2 separate regions of the Callithrix jacchus genome follow, and region 2 is linked to region 1. A link is a contact called in public Hi-C data. All regions are on one chromosome and are shown on one strand. The core of a region is the stretch at or near the end of the contact, and the rest is flanking DNA. Distances in the headings are between cores, read along the strand shown.

Region 1 (4,582 bases), core at 1,171-3,670:
ATCCAGCCAACTCCCAAATCACCACATGGTACAAAAAAAAAGCATAGAGAATTTTGTTTATGAATGGGGGCTCTCAGCATTCACCTTTATTTCTACGTTTCTCAGACTGAATTGTAATGTTCTGTTAATGTCTGCTTCTCCTATGACATAGTGAGGAGCCATATTTTATCTTAAAGGCAGGAAACATGGTTTAGTAACATGAGCACAGACTTAGGAGTCAGGCAAACTTGGGTAATTCTGGTCAGGTCATTTGCTGACCTGAGACTCAGTTTCTTTATCTGTCAATTGAGATCATCTCATTGACCACAGAGCTCTGTTTAAGTCCTAGATGGGGTAATGTATATAAAGATCCTAGGACACAGTATACTCTCAAGGCATGTTAAGCCACAGATGGTTTAATTCTGCTCCTTTTTTTGAGACAGTGGAAAAGTTTAGTGTCCAAAGAGCTGGGTGAAGGTTCAACCTCTATGCATTTTTAGCTGTCTCTTTGGTAGGATCTTCCTTCTCTTCCCTCCTGGATTCTTCCCCATGTTCATTTCACTCCCTACATCTCTTAGGGTCAGCTCATCCAGTCCTGTGTGTGCAATGAGAATTTTTATCCCACACTCAAGCCTTGCACCTGAGCTCCACACGGGACCTTTGACCTGGATGGCTGATCCACATGTCTCAATCTTTAGCTCTGGGATGTAGGACATCACATTACATTTTGGACATGTTGGACGTATCTCTGTCTCAGGATACCATTCATGATTTCCTGATCATTCATGACTCTCATCTGCCCCACAAGAGGTCATAGTCCTCTGTCAAATATTTCTCAAACATAAGTCTTCTTGTTTCCACCTACTGTCATGATATTCATCTAACCCTTCATTTTTTGCTTGGATTATTACAACGGTGATGAAACTAGATTAAACTGGTTTCCCTGACCCAAACAGTGTCCTCCATCCTGTACTCTCTTAATCCTCACTCAGAGAATCTTCCATATCTTCACCACAGTGATCTTTCTAATATACAAACCTAATTCTATCATTTCCCTTACTAAAGTCCTAGAGAATCTTGGCACGACATACGAGACTGTCTGATCTGGCTTTTACCTATTTGTCTTATGTAATCCCCTATGTTATCATTTACCAACCCTCTGCCTCCATCATTTTTTATTGCACAAGCCCATCACAAGCTAGGCCCCAGACTAAGTGAACAACTCAAAATTTCCCAAGTATGTCATTTGCTCTCTCATCTCTTAGTGTTCATAAATTCCTCTCTCTCTCTGATTAGTGGGCACTCCCTATCGCCTTCCCCTGGCTAACTTCCACATACTTTTTTTTGTTGTTGTAGGCTGAATCTCGCTCTATCATCCAGCTGGAGTACACTGGCATGATCTTGGCTCACTGCAACCTCCCTCCAGGGTTCAAGTAATTCTCATGTTCAGCCTCCCAAGTAGCTGGATTACAGGCACCTGCCACCATGCCTACCTAATTTTTATATTTTTAGTAGAGACAGGGTTTCACCAATGTTGGCCAGTCTGGTCTTGAATTCCTAACCTCAAGCGATCTGCCGGCCTCAGCCTCCCAGAGTGCTGGGATTATAAACACGAGCCACTGTGCCTGGCCACTTATATATATTCTTTTAAAAACATGCATAACCCAGCACTTTGAGAGACCGAGGCAGGCAGATCATTAGAGATCAGGAGTTCCGAGACCAGCCTGGCCAACATGGTGAAATCCTGTCTCTATTAAAATTACAAAAATTAGCTGGGTGTGGTGGCATGCACCTATAGTCCCAGCTCCTTGGGAGGCTGAGGCAGGAGAATCATTTGAACCCAGGAAGCGGAGGTTGCAGTGAACCAAGATCACGCCACTGCACTCCAGCCTGGGCAACAGGGTAAGACTCTGTCTTAAAAACAAACAAACAAATAAGATCAAACTTAATGTTATCTCCTCTGAGAAGCCTTCTATAAATCCTGACTTCTACCACAATGCTGGGTTAGGTACTCCTTCCTTCATCGTCTCTTAACTCTGTAATTCCCTATTTGTAGCTTTTCACAACACACTCTGTGTGTGTTGTAAGTGTATATCCCTATAAATACATCTGTAATGTGTATTAACAGGTAATGTGTACCTGTTTGTAAATTTAATCACTAAACAAATGCAGGACATGGCTACCATTATCATTAACATGACAATGACACTAACATTATGAGCAATCGTAAGACATAAAACACACCTAATATTATTTGTAAGCAAGATATGGTTAATAATCAGGTTTGCCAAATTTTCCTCTCCTCTAATTGGGGGTTTCAAAAACGTTAAGAGTCTTCCCATAAAGTTTGCCCTTCCTAGAAACCCAATCTCTTTATATCAGTCTCAGCAAAACAAGATATACACAAAACCTATCTACAGATACCTCCCGAGGCTTAGCAGTTTGAGTGGGCAGGGAGGGCAGTGAGCAAGTCTGTCACCCTACCAAATAGTCCTCAAATTTGGATACAAGGAGGAGCCAAATGTTGCCTGCGATGTCCTGAAGAACTTGCAAAGTATTTTGGATTCCTTAAACCCTGAATTCCTTATGCTTTATCATTCTTGAAACTCATATGTGATCACAGATAAAATTTAATCCATATGTTTCTCATTCATTTATACTTAATGCACCCAGATTGCTTTGCAAGAGAGAGAGAACAGTCAAAAAAACTTTGAAGGCTTCCAAAAGTTCCTCCAAATTTTCTCTTTCCTGCAGACAAGAAGCCATACTTAGCCTTCTGTATACAAATGCCTGACTGGCTCCAGTGAGCTCAGACTGGTTTTCAGCTTTGAAACCTCTGAGAGCTATGTGCCTTCAAAGATAGAAAATTATATCAGGCATCTTTTTCACAACCCAAACAATCTGTGGTGGGTAAACACATATTGGTCTATTCTATGGATCATGCAAGGGAGGAGGAGTGGGTGGGGCAGAGTAGGTGCAAGGGAGAGAGGTAACAAGGAGGTAGGGTGCCCTGTCTGCACAGTACTCATCAGTTGCAGTCTTAGCTCTGTTGCTCTGATATCATGTAGTGAGGTGGATCCTGAGTCAGAACCATATCTTCTATTCCTGTCAAATCCTACAGGAGTGGGCACAGTACTAATTATGCATAATATGGCATAACCAACGCTTTCTTTTGGTTCTAAACTGGCCGGTAGGAAAACAGCTCCCTCCTGTAGACTTTAGGGTTCTATTAAAAGGATGCCTGTGGGCAGTCTCCAGCCAAGAGTCTCTGTTGTGTGACTTTGATTTTTGGGGTGTTCATCTGAATTATGAGAAAAATAAGACCTCTCTTACAGACCTGTAAAGATTAAATGTGGCACAGTCTATTACTAGACTTGGTACAGTGCCGGGTACATTCAGTGACCCAGAGAAATGTAGCCTGTATTAATATCATCACCTCCATACAAGCCAGGGTGAATTTCTTATTTATGGATTGGAGCTTGTGTGGGGGTTTAATTTTTTTTGAAAGACTTGACACTAACTTGACTAGAATTCTGAAGTAGAGTTCAGAGGTTATACTGGCTTTGAGAAGACAGAGAAAGAATGAACACAATCACTCAGATGGGTTAATTTCTACTTGTAAGATCTGTCACTGGGCATAAATAAAATTGAGGATTTACCCTGTTTACCACATATTGTATAAAGGCAAGGAGAGCATCTATCTGAGCATCTTTTAATAAAAGTCAGAATTTCTGTGCATAAGCATCAATCTTTGCCTTTTGGAAGTGTTCCGCAATAGAACTCACTCTTGCTTCTCAGGTTTAGCTCAGAGGAATTCAGGATACATCCATACATGTCTAGATCTGAAGGATACTGACCTTCAGAACACTTTCTCCATTTTTGGCCTGATAGAAAATGAGAAGACTGAACTGAATAGGCAAAAATAATTCAAAACTCTCCACAGACACATAGCTCACCTGCTTGGTTGCAAAAGTATTATGAACTGAGAAGTGGTTGTCAAATATTAGTGGAAATGATGAGGGTGAAGGAATTTAAATGTTTCGTCTTCTCTATAACAAAGTGGATTGATGAGAAGATTAAGAAACCACATTGGTTGGATGGGAGGAGGTCAGCAGAAGAGAACTGAAGAGAGAGGGTCTGAAAGCCTACATTCCCAAGCCACCTGATACGTTACCTGGAACACACACAGCAGGGCGTGTGCCAGCACATCTGTGGCAGGCAGAACCGCTCATAACCTTTTTCCTGCCAGGTCTGGACTAAGCCTGTGCACCTACCAGAGCTCCATCTGCACAGTACTCATCAGCTGCAGTCTTAGCTCTGTTGCTCTGACATCACGTAGTGAGGTGGATGCTGAGTCAGAACCATATCTTCTATTTCTGTCAAATCCTCCAGGAGTGAGCATAGTACTAATTATGAATTAGCTCTCTAATAGAGCATAACCAATTCTTCCCATGCCTGGTTCCCTGGGAGCCACTGCAATCAGCAGGGTGATTGCAGTGAAAGGCGGGCCACCTTCACACACAGTCTTCCAGCTAAGATACTGGGCAAGCCTGAGACACTCCCAGTTTTGATGGAAAAGGAAACTGAGCTTCAGAAAATCAAC
Region 2 (4,582 bases), core at 1,418-3,917, 71 kb before region 1:
CTCACCTAGAATAGTGAATGGTCCAGGGCTCTGGCTCAAGAAAGAGGAGTTCCTATTCCTTATGACTAGACACTACCTCGTACTGCGCTTGGCTATGACTTGTACTGAAGTCTTGTCTCCTCAGAGAGGGGTAAGCTACCTGAGGTTCCAGGCCTCAGTGCCAAACTCAGTATTGGCAGTATTCATCAAAGATGCTTAGGGCAATTTCTTGTCTTTTGAGCTTTAGTTAGTACATCTCTGTGATAACCAGCCATCCCTTCTCCAGTTGGCTTGGCTCATTCCAACATGGAGAGGAGAAGTGAATTCTCTGTAAGGACTACTGTCTCTTAGTATTTAAAAGCAGTGATAGCAGTCAGAGTCCAGTCACAATAGCTGAAACTATGCTAGGTCTTTCAACAGCAGGAATTAAATATAAGAATTTAGTTTCATTGGTGACATAAGAAACTTAGAAGCCAAACAGGTTGTTGAAGCCACACACAGGTTACCAACAGCAGACAGCTGCTACCCCTCTTAGGAATCAAGCGATGATAGGAGGCAGTGGTGGGACCAGAGCCAGGAGCAGGGAATGTCAGCCTAGAACAGAAACCAAAGAAAAGCTGAGTGGCCAGAACTGGGACCTGAGAGAGTCTGGGAGCTGGAATCAGACAGAAGATGCAGCTGCTGCTGTAGCGAAGTGGAGAAATGACCTAACTTCTGCCTGCATGTCATTCTCCTACCAGTATCTCCCCTTGGCCAAACCTGCCCAGAGGTCGGGTGCAAGAGAACCTAGAAGTGTAATACACAGCAGAGCAGGGGAAGAGGCACTTGCCGAGAGCAAACAGGCAAAGGACCAGCCCAGCTATCTTTCAGTAATGTATGTAAAGCATTAATACAGCATGTAATTTATAGTCAGCTAATAGTAATGATAGTTATCATCATAAATATTACTAAAACTTTGTATACCTCTCATTGAGAGTTTATTTGTACCAGTAACTGTGCCAAATACTTTATACATATCATCTAATTTTCACAACAATTGCATAAGGTAGGCGCCCTTAATAGTCTTATTTTTATACATATGAGTAAGTAGGCTTAGAGAGGTAAAAGGACTAATCCGGTGCACAGCGACAGGATTTGAAATACAGCCCAATTTATTACTTATAATATGAATCATACTGCTAATAGTAAAAGACAGGGTACTAGATAAGCTGAACATGAAACTCCTCTCAATTACTGAAGACCTATATTTCCAGGGCTGAGAGCCTAGAACACTCTGTGAGCATTAAGTTTGCCCTTAAAAAAAGTAGAGATTAAAAAAAAATAGAGCATAGCAGACCATCTTTCAGGCAAAATATTTCATAGGGTAGCAGTTGTCCAAATGAAAAAAAAAATGCATCACTTAATGTGGTTTATAAAAGTCCACAGTGTTCTCTCTTAAAGGCAACAGGGTATTTTTGCTATGAGGATTCCAAGTTCAGCAGTCTCTGTGGGCTTGCTGTTTACTGATATTTGATATGCTTCAACATCTGTTGCCCTTCTCGATTGATGGGTGCTTCATTTTAGCACTTCTCTGATGCCAGGCCGGTAAAAAGCTTTAGTACTGAAGTCCTGTGAGATACTCCTAGGTCAGTAAAACAGCTTTGTTTGCAAAGCTGGCCAAAGGAAGAAATATTCATGGAAAAAAGGTGAAAGGACATGCTATCTATCTACCAAACTGGGTATTCTTGGTTATATCCCTAGGTCAAGCGACATCTCCAAAAAGCTATAAACCCAGGCTATCCTAGACACAAAGTCAGGTTTCAAGTTATGATCTGGGCTCTGGCAAGGTTGTATATAACAAGTTCTTCTGTCTTCTTCTATAAGAATTCCATGGAAGGATTTCTAAGTTTATTTTTAAAGAAATAATAATGTTAGAATTTGGTATACGGAAAAACGTGGTCTCTTTTAAAGAACAGGTACACTTCCTTGACTCCATATGACTTGACGTATTGCCCAGTTTTGCCTTGGTTGCCTGAAGTTCAAAGTAATCCCTTAGAGGATTGCTTGAACAGGTGTTTGAGGCTGCAGTGAGCCATGATTATGCCACTGCACTCCAGTCTGGGCAATAGAGCGAGACCCCATTAAAAAATAAGAAGAAGAACTGCCTAGTCCAGGTCAGGGACCCATAGGTATGCCAGATCTGTCCCATAGATATTTGGTGTGACACTCACCAATCCAGAGTTAAAACAACCTGAATTTCAACATCCTGTGGCAGTACTTTGAATACAAATATTAGTACTCACACTTTTCTAGTACTTTTTTCTTACCTAACACAGAATCGAATCACCTTGTCCTTTGCTGGTATCTTCCCATGTTTGTATGGCCTGGGTGGCACCTTAAGGCATTTGAGTTAGAGGATGTCCCACCTAGTATAAGGGATTGGTGTATTTTCCTCTTTTTACATTGTTTCTAACTTGTGAGTTTTATTCCAGTAGCCTACTTAGCCCCTTTTTGTAAGCTTTCTTAAATCCTTTGTGGAAGCAGAGTATGAATAATAAACAAATAAATTGTTTTGTTCACTAAGCAAAACTGCCAAGATCAGTGCAGTAGCAGCATTCCTACTGCATCCTCGGGCTAATGCTCCCTCGTGAGTCACTTGTGCCTGCTCTACCTGCCCCACCTGTCAAAGGGTCACTACAGCTATAAGTTCTGCCCCATCATTCCCTCAAGCAGAAAGAACTTCTTCCTCAGTAGTGAGTGAGAGGTCTGGACATACTTGAGCAGTATCTACCCTGACATGCAAATCTAGCATGTGACACACAAATCAGCTATAGGTACCCTCCAAAGCATGGGGCTGTGGGAGATATGCAGAGAGCAGGGCTGGAGCCAGACCACTTGAGTTCAAAACCATTTTTCTGCTACTAACCATCTAGGTAAACGTAAACTTTTCAATAGCTTGGTGCCTCAATTTTTTGCTTAATAGAGTGGCACGATGATACCACCTATCCCTTATGACTGTGGTGAAGATCAAGCGAACACAGGGATAATAAAAGTACTTTTCTGCTGAACAGGATTGTGCTAAATGTGCTTTCATTCACAGAATACTAGTGGAAACTCAATCGGGTCAGTGAATATGGAACTGAGCTTGGAGAAATTAAGTAGCTTGCCCAGCCAGGTTTGCTCACACAGCTAGTAAGTTGAGGAGATGCCATCACCATGGGGTTCAGCAAGGTGACTTAGAGGGCTACTTTCTGCTGCTCCATTTGATTTCCTCTTACCCTGCCTGCGATGGACTCAGCTCACTTACTCTTTCCACTCCTTGCCCCACATACTTGGCAGGTAGTTGCCACGATACTACAAGACTGAGGATCCAGCAGTAATTACTAATATTTACTATGTTGAGCTGAAATGGAGAGAGATTTGTCCCTAGTTGAGGCCCAAGCTCCTTCCTCTGCTTTCAGAGGAGGCACTTTGCAGCCAAGATGAAAAGCATAGGCCTGGGGGTCCCACAGCACCCTGAATTCTAGCTCTATCACCAGCTAATCCTCAAGGCCCAGTTCAAAGGTTGCCTCCTCTGGAAGACTTTCCCAGCCCTCTTAAGGCAGTGGAAGACACTCCTCAAATGCTCCATCATTCCATTGCAGAGTAATTGCAATTTAAACCAAAATAGCCAACATTAATAAGACTATTTTGCTTTAGGTATAGTCACGTTTACTCCTTACAACATGAGTTATGAGATAATATATCTCTGCTGTTATCTTTTACAGATGAGGCCTCTGAGGCATAGAGAAACTAAGTAAGTCACCCAAGGTAAGTGTAGAGCCAAGATTTGAGTCCAAGCAAATAGTCTTTGCCTTTACACCTTAGAATTTTTCATATCTGTATCCATCTGTGTCCAACCTCCCCCCAACCTGTAGACTGGAAATTCCTTGGGTACCAACATTATGTCTAATTCTTTGATGTCCTGCTACCATCTAAGGCTGTTCCTGTCACATGTAGGCTTGTGTTGATAAGCCTTGGCTTAAAAAATAAAACAGCCATCCTTATCACCTACTTTGAATCGAGGCCCCCACACATGACTTTTCCAGATCTAGTCTACTGTCATCTGTCAGCCCAGCTATCACAGCCCACCCAATCTCCAGCAGCGGAGGAGAGCAGAAAATGCATCCTGGTATTACAGGAAGGACCTGAGTAAAAGGTGCATTAATGGGGGCAAAAACAAGCCAGTGGAGTGATTAATTTGGCTTCCCCTTCAATATTCTGTTTACACAAGTTCATTATATAGCACTTAATTACTAATTTACCCTACTTAAACCAAGAGTGCTTTTAATTTTTAATGAGATAAGGGAAGAAGATGCCTTTACTTAGTAAGGAGCAGCTATTTTATTTCCTTCTCTTGTTTTGCCCAGCCAATTAATAACATTTCTAAGAAAACGCATCCTTCTCATGAATTCTTTCTCCCTATCTTCTTCCCGACTTCCCAGGCTTAAAAAGTGATGGCAACAGACAACCCCTTAGAAACAAACTGGATTCATCTCTGACCTGGTTAGCTGGGCTGGGCAAGGCTTTGTAACATGGAGTAACATGGTATACATAAACAGTGCTATCTGATTGAGGGGAGCTG

Evidence for each region. Hi-C and Micro-C count contacts between places; a contact is called where the count stands out from the background.
Region 2: a Hi-C map of skeletal muscle shows a contact between it and region 1, with 4 times the contacts expected there. The contact joins two enhancer-like sites. A contact is called at or near these places in 2 of 3 Hi-C or Micro-C datasets (both in skeletal muscle).

What each region holds. Positions count from the first base shown.
Region 1 is chr7:96,651,484-96,656,065 of calJac240_pri, reverse strand. The region is part of intron 8 of FGGY (FGGY carbohydrate kinase domain containing); the gene reads right to left. Among named protein-coding and RNA genes, the nearest start is that of HOOK1, 200 kb to the left of the region's middle. Within about 2 kb of position 2,420, at least 2 of the 16 cell types and tissues checked have an H3K27ac peak or open chromatin away from gene starts, as enhancers often do. A contact at or near this core is called in skeletal muscle, where this site is marked.
Region 2 is chr7:96,723,121-96,727,702 of calJac240_pri, reverse strand. All of the region lies in intron 15 of FGGY (FGGY carbohydrate kinase domain containing), which reads right to left. LOC108592611 (a long non-coding RNA gene) reads left to right here. Exons shown (of 6, transcript XR_013520136.1): 2 at 3,726-3,768. Among named protein-coding and RNA genes, the nearest start is that of HOOK1, 130 kb to the left of the region's middle. Within about 2 kb of position 2,667, at least 2 of the 16 cell types and tissues checked have an H3K27ac peak or open chromatin away from gene starts, as enhancers often do. A contact at or near this core is called in skeletal muscle, where this site is marked.